Linked DNA regions of Mus musculus: region 1 is linked to region 2. The links are chromatin contacts, called in public HiChIP or PLAC-seq maps. All regions are on one chromosome and are shown on one strand. Each heading gives the region's core, a stretch centred on a gene start, on an enhancer-like site or on the middle of the called end of the contact. The rest is flanking DNA. Distances are from core to core; before and after follow the strand shown.

Region 1 (2,700 bases), core at 191-2,690, 220 kb after region 2:
TTAATTTTATATCCAGCCACTTTGTTGGAGTTATTTATCAGCTACAGAAGTTCTCTGGTAGAATTTTTGGGAACAATCCAGAAGATACCTTAGACCTGGGAGATAAGAGACACTCAGGACTCAAGGGGAGGGACCTTAGATGAAATGGCCTACAGTGGGGAGAGGGAACTTGTAGAGCTGATCACCAGCAGAAAGACAGGGTATCAAGTGAGAGATGGGGTTGCGATCTCATAGTCAAAACTCTGGCCCATACTTCTTTCTGTCTGAAAGTACTGCGAGGATAGAAATGTCGAGACATCTGAGAAAAAAAAAATGGTCCAGCTACAAGCCTAAAGTGCGATCCAGCTCAAGGGGAGGCTCCAAGGTCTGACTCTATTCCTGAGGCTATGGAGCACTCACAAAAGTGATCTATCATGATTGCCCTCTGAAAGGCCCAAAAAGTAGCTGAAAAAGTCGGATGCAGATATTTTCACCCAGGACAGAAGCTGCTGATCCCTGTGGTTGAATTAAGGAAGAGCCAGAAGATTCTGAGGAGGAGGGTGACCCTGTAGAACAAAGAACAGTCTCGATTAACCTGGGCCCCCAAGACCTCTCAAAGAGTGAATGCTGTTTGAGGACAGATAGTCATAGTATGTTAGTGTCAGGGCTCCATTTTCTTAGGAAATTTTACTCATTTTGTATATCAGAACTACTGCTTGGTATCAGTGAACTTTGCAGCCCATGGGTTAGACAAATTTTCACCTGCTCTTTGGTGTCCCAGTTTACATACCCAGTAGGATCAAATGTCCAAAACAAGAGAGGATAAAATAGGAAATATTTTATCTTCCTGTATCAGAGGAATAAAATAGGAACATTGAGCTCAGCATTAGATGGGGAGACATAAAGGGTCTAGGCACTATGTTAAATTTTTATATGTCTTCTTTGTAAAGGAATACCTTAGTCACAATTTAAATGTAAAACAAACCCACAGCTTTATTTTCAAGAAGAAATTTGCAGCTCAGAGAATCCTAAAATTTCCTCAGAGTGGCAGTTGAGGAAGAGAAAAGGGGAAGTGTGGGGAGGTGGTTCAGTGTTCTGTGCTGGCATGGTTTTCTCACTTTCTCACAGTGTGAGACAAGAGACAGACACTTGAGCACAGTCGTGATACCAGTTTCAGAAAGCAAAGTCAGGAGACCTTGAAGTCACAGTAGGGAAGAAGGAAATCTGAAATAACTTTGGTCAGCTCAGTTCCACATAAAGCCACAGTCTCATCTTTGGACAAAAATAGGAAAAACCAAACCAAACTAAGATGTGGGACTTGCTATGTCTGGAGGGTATTGTCCTATGAATTTGCCTGCAGAGACTAAGGTAGCTCTTGGCACTCTTAGATTCTCCAGGGATATTATTCTGCATCTCTTAAGAGCAGTCCTATGGCAGCAGCTCTTAGAGTCTGTATGGTGATTTCTGTTGAATATTTTTGATAGCAGCTAAGTAAGTAGTTTTTCTTTGTATAGCTATAACTCCAATACTTTTAGAGATTAACTTTTCTGTCTTGACCTTTTGATGCTGGGAAAGGAAGGCATAAGGGCCAGAGGACTGCCAAGCTAAAGTATCCAAACTTTCTGTCCCAAAATGTGAGAGGCAGGAATGGGATGTTTGTGCAAACTGGGGGACAGGGGGAGAGATGTATTTAATTTGGTTAATTTCTATATAATAGGTCTTTGTTAGCCTGCTGATTCCTTATTCAATAAAGGAATTAATGGGTGGAATGCAGAAAACAGTCAGGAGGATACTTTGTGTTTCTCACAATAATTGTCTGATACTGTTGCATCTATCACTTATTATTAAACTCTTGTGTTAAGATTTTACATGGTATTTTTAATGTGTTTTCAGTGACAGGTAATTGATAATACACTTTTCACCAGTGCTTTACAAAAGATATAGTTTAGATGACCTGGACTATATAAAGATTCTGTATTTCTAAGGCTGTTGTCTTGAGTACATTCTTTAAAGAGAGATATTAGATTCCTTAAACATGAAAGTTCCTCAAAAGAGAGGAAACTTTTTGCTTAAACGTTTTTGAAAAATATTCCCTGTGGGTGCTTAAAAACTGTTCTTGAGTTCTCACCATGCAGGATTCCTAAAAATAAAATTAAAAAAATAAATCTGTTTTCTTTCTTCTTGTGTTATATGGTCTAGTTTTTCAAGAGGATAAAAAAGGTCACTTTCTCTGTACTTCTGAGTGAGCATTTGTTTTTTGACTTATTGTGCTCAAGCTGTTTGGTGCCGACTTAGCCTACTTCATTTAGGAAATACTTATAAAATTCTGTTCTAGTTTTGGAAAGAGAAATGTTTGTGATTTTAGTGTGGACTTGTTAACTGTGTGACCTTAATAATTCTTTATTTAGATAAATTTTTTAACTCCTCTGGTTTCTATGAGAATAATGATATGATTTTTAGGAACTTTCAGCATTCTGACCATGTAAAAGACAAGAACTTTTCTATCCTTTTCTTTTCTTCCTTCCTTCCTTCCTTCCTTCCTTCCTTCCTTCCTTCCTTCCTTCCTTCCTTCCTTCCTTCCTTCCCTCCTCCTTCTTCTTCTTCTTCTTCTTCTTCTTCTTCTTCTTCTTCTTCTTCTTCTTCTTCTTCTTCTCTCTCTCTCTCTCTCTCTCTCTCTCTCTCTCTTTCTTTCTTTCTTTCTTTCTTTCTTGGAAATATTTA
Region 2 (2,700 bases), core at 134-2,633:
GGAAAGGGTGGCAATAATATCAAAGGTGGGGCAGCGCCACAGCAGTTCTTGAGAAATCCAACATATAGTGAATGCAGAAAGTCATGAAACTTAGAGTAATATACTGCAAATTAAAATGACGAGCTTTAAGCTGAGTTCTACTGACACCGTGGATCATTTGTGATCAAACATGGAGTCTGAACCAGGCATGGCATTGCACACCTTTGACCCCAACACTCAGGAGGCAGAGGCAGGAGGATCTCTGTGAGTTCAAGGCCACATCAACTACCAATTGAGTCCAGGACAGATAGGACTAAGAAACCCTGTCTCAAAATATAAAACAAGACAAAACAACATGGAAATTGAGCAATAGGGGTGAGAGTTTGGCTAATTTACCTGTAGGGACTGCTGTTTATATACAGCAAGTGGGCCTATTGAAATACAGCATACCATCTAAACAGTTCATTTATGACATTTGTGACTAATATGATTTCTGAGTGAAAATTGAGTAATCATATTGTCTATGGCAAACCATCAAACTGCTAAAATCAACTTTAGATTCATTAGTCTTTATCTCAATATTTTTGTTTAAATATTGTCCTTGTTTTCTATCTGCCAGAGCTATTTCCCAAATTGCCAACTGTGTTAATGAATCTGCATCCAAGTCAGTTTCCTGTGCCTACACTGATTCCAAGAACTCTTGCTTGGATCCCCAGTGGGATGGGAGGACTTTAGAGCTTGCAAACAAGAAAAACTCAGGGGCTTCCACTCCTAATAACTAAAAGGTTTGACCATAAGACCTCTTGGAACATTTCTTACCAGAGCTCCTCATCTCACTGTGTTACTGAACTCCCTAGCTGAAGACAACCTTGAACTCCTTCCAAAATCCTATATGTCCTGGAGACTGGGTTTATAAGTGTGCACCCCAAGTGATAATTATTGGTAGACCTAACTCATAAAACTTATCCATGGAGTTTGCCTGGGTCTTATTTCCAGAACTCATGTGGCAATTGATAGGACCAGTATCACAAGTTCCAGGGTGTCAGATGCCCACTTCTAGCCTCTGCTGTCACCAGGCATTCATGAGGTGCACATACATAAATATAAGCAAAACATCAGTACACATAAAACAAAACGAAAAAAAAACCGTTTTGTTTGTTTTAGAGAACATACTGATCCTAGAATATTAAAAATGTTCTAGGAAACGTGACATTAAGTACTCAGTGTAGGAGAACAGAGATCAAATCCAAGCCCAGTTTCCAGGTTTAACCCAGCATTGGAGATTCCCCCATTTCCTCTGAGGTTTCACTTCTCTGTAACTCTGTAAACTTTGTCGGGTACTTTTGCCCGGATACTGATGACGCTTCTCCAATTCCCATTCTAATTGGTTGGCGTGTACTTAGCGAATCTAATCAGGGCTACCACGGGAAGGATGGGGTCCTCAAGCAACCGCGCTCTCCTGCACATGGTGGTGGTCTCTTTGGCTGTTACCCAAACAGGTTCTGGTGAGTTCAGGGGTCGGGAAGTAAATAACCTCTAAAGAGAGGATCACGGCATCGGGACCAGGTGCTCGGGGATCCCTTTTCTGCCGGGACCTGAGTTCCGCTCCCTGCCCCACCCCCAACCCAATGCTTGTTCACTGGCCCGGGGTTATCAGGGAAGAGTTCTGAAGTTACCCTGCCTCGCCCCCAGGCTCACATTCACTGCGCTATTTCCACACTGCGGTGTCACGGCCGGGCCGTGGGGAGCCCCAGTATATCTCTGTGGGCTATGTTGACGACGTGCAGTTTCAGCGCTGTGATAGCATTGAGGAAATTCCGAGGATGGAACCTCGTGCACCTTGGATGGAGAAGGAAAGACCAGAGTACTGGAAGGAGCTGAAACTCAAGGTCAAGAATATTGCACAAAGTGCCAGAGCAAACCTTCGGACCCTGCTCCGCTACTACAACCAGAGTGAAGGCGGTGAGTGACCCTAAGCCTGGGTCAGACTCCTTCCTGTCTGTCTACTGCCAAACCAGAGTAGCCCTGGGTGCCAGGTTAGATGTTTGGAGTTGGGCTTCAGAGCTCTCAGAAACCTTTAACCGGTTTCACTTTCAGTTTAGGTCCAAATCCTGTTGGCGGGCGGAGCAGGGTGAGGTGGCTAAGGCTGACACCCTGTTTGTGGCTAGGCTCTCACATCCTGCAGTGGATGGTTTCCTGTGAGGTAGGGCCAGACATGCGCCTTCTTGGAGCCCACTATCAGGCTGCGTATGATGGCTCAGATTACATCACCCTGAATGAAGACCTGAGCTCCTGGACTGCAGTGGACATGGTGTCTCAGATCACGAAGAGCCGTTTAGAGTCAGCTGGCACAGCAGAGTACTTCAGGGCCTATGTGGAGGGAGAGTGCCTGGAGCTGCTCCACAGATTCCTGCGGAATGGCAAGGAGATTCTTCAGCGAGCAGGTATGAGGAACAACTAGGAACCACTTTTAGTAAGCAAAGATAACCCCCTCAAACATACAAGTGAGGCTCTTGATGTCTGGGGAGGGAGGAAATACCAGATCCGCTGGAATACTGCACAAGGAGGAGGAAGAGTGGTACTGGCCTTCCTGATCCAACATCAGAGAGTGACTGTCCCCAGGGCTGACCCTACTTTCAGAACATTTGAATCTGTCCCAGAATGGAAGGAGAAAACACCCTGAGATACACAACCAACCACTTCCATTCAGTCTGCAGCTCA

Evidence for each region. HiChIP or PLAC-seq counts read pairs in DNA pulled down with a chosen protein or histone mark.
Region 1: an H3K4me3 HiChIP or PLAC-seq map of bone marrow-derived macrophages shows a contact between it and region 2, with 6 times the contacts expected there. The contact joins the promoter of Olfr110 here to the promoter of H2-M3 in region 2. A contact is called at or near these places in 1 of 39 promoter capture datasets (macrophages), 3 of 115 datasets of contacts at active chromatin or transcription factors (bone marrow-derived dendritic cells and bone marrow-derived macrophages) and 2 of 9 other capture datasets (adipose tissue and macrophages).

The regions. Positions count from the first base shown.
Region 1 is chr17:37,491,028-37,493,727 of GRCm38.p6, forward strand. It overlaps Olfr110 (olfactory receptor 110), which reads left to right and starts at 1,441. Exons shown (of 2, transcript NM_146328.2): 1 at 1,441-1,470.
Region 2 is chr17:37,268,851-37,271,550 of GRCm38.p6, forward strand. H2-M3 (histocompatibility 2, M region locus 3) reads left to right here and starts at 1,384. Exons shown (of 8, transcript NM_013819.2): 1 at 1,384-1,484; 2 at 1,672-1,941; 3 at 2,148-2,423. The coding sequence starts at 1,412.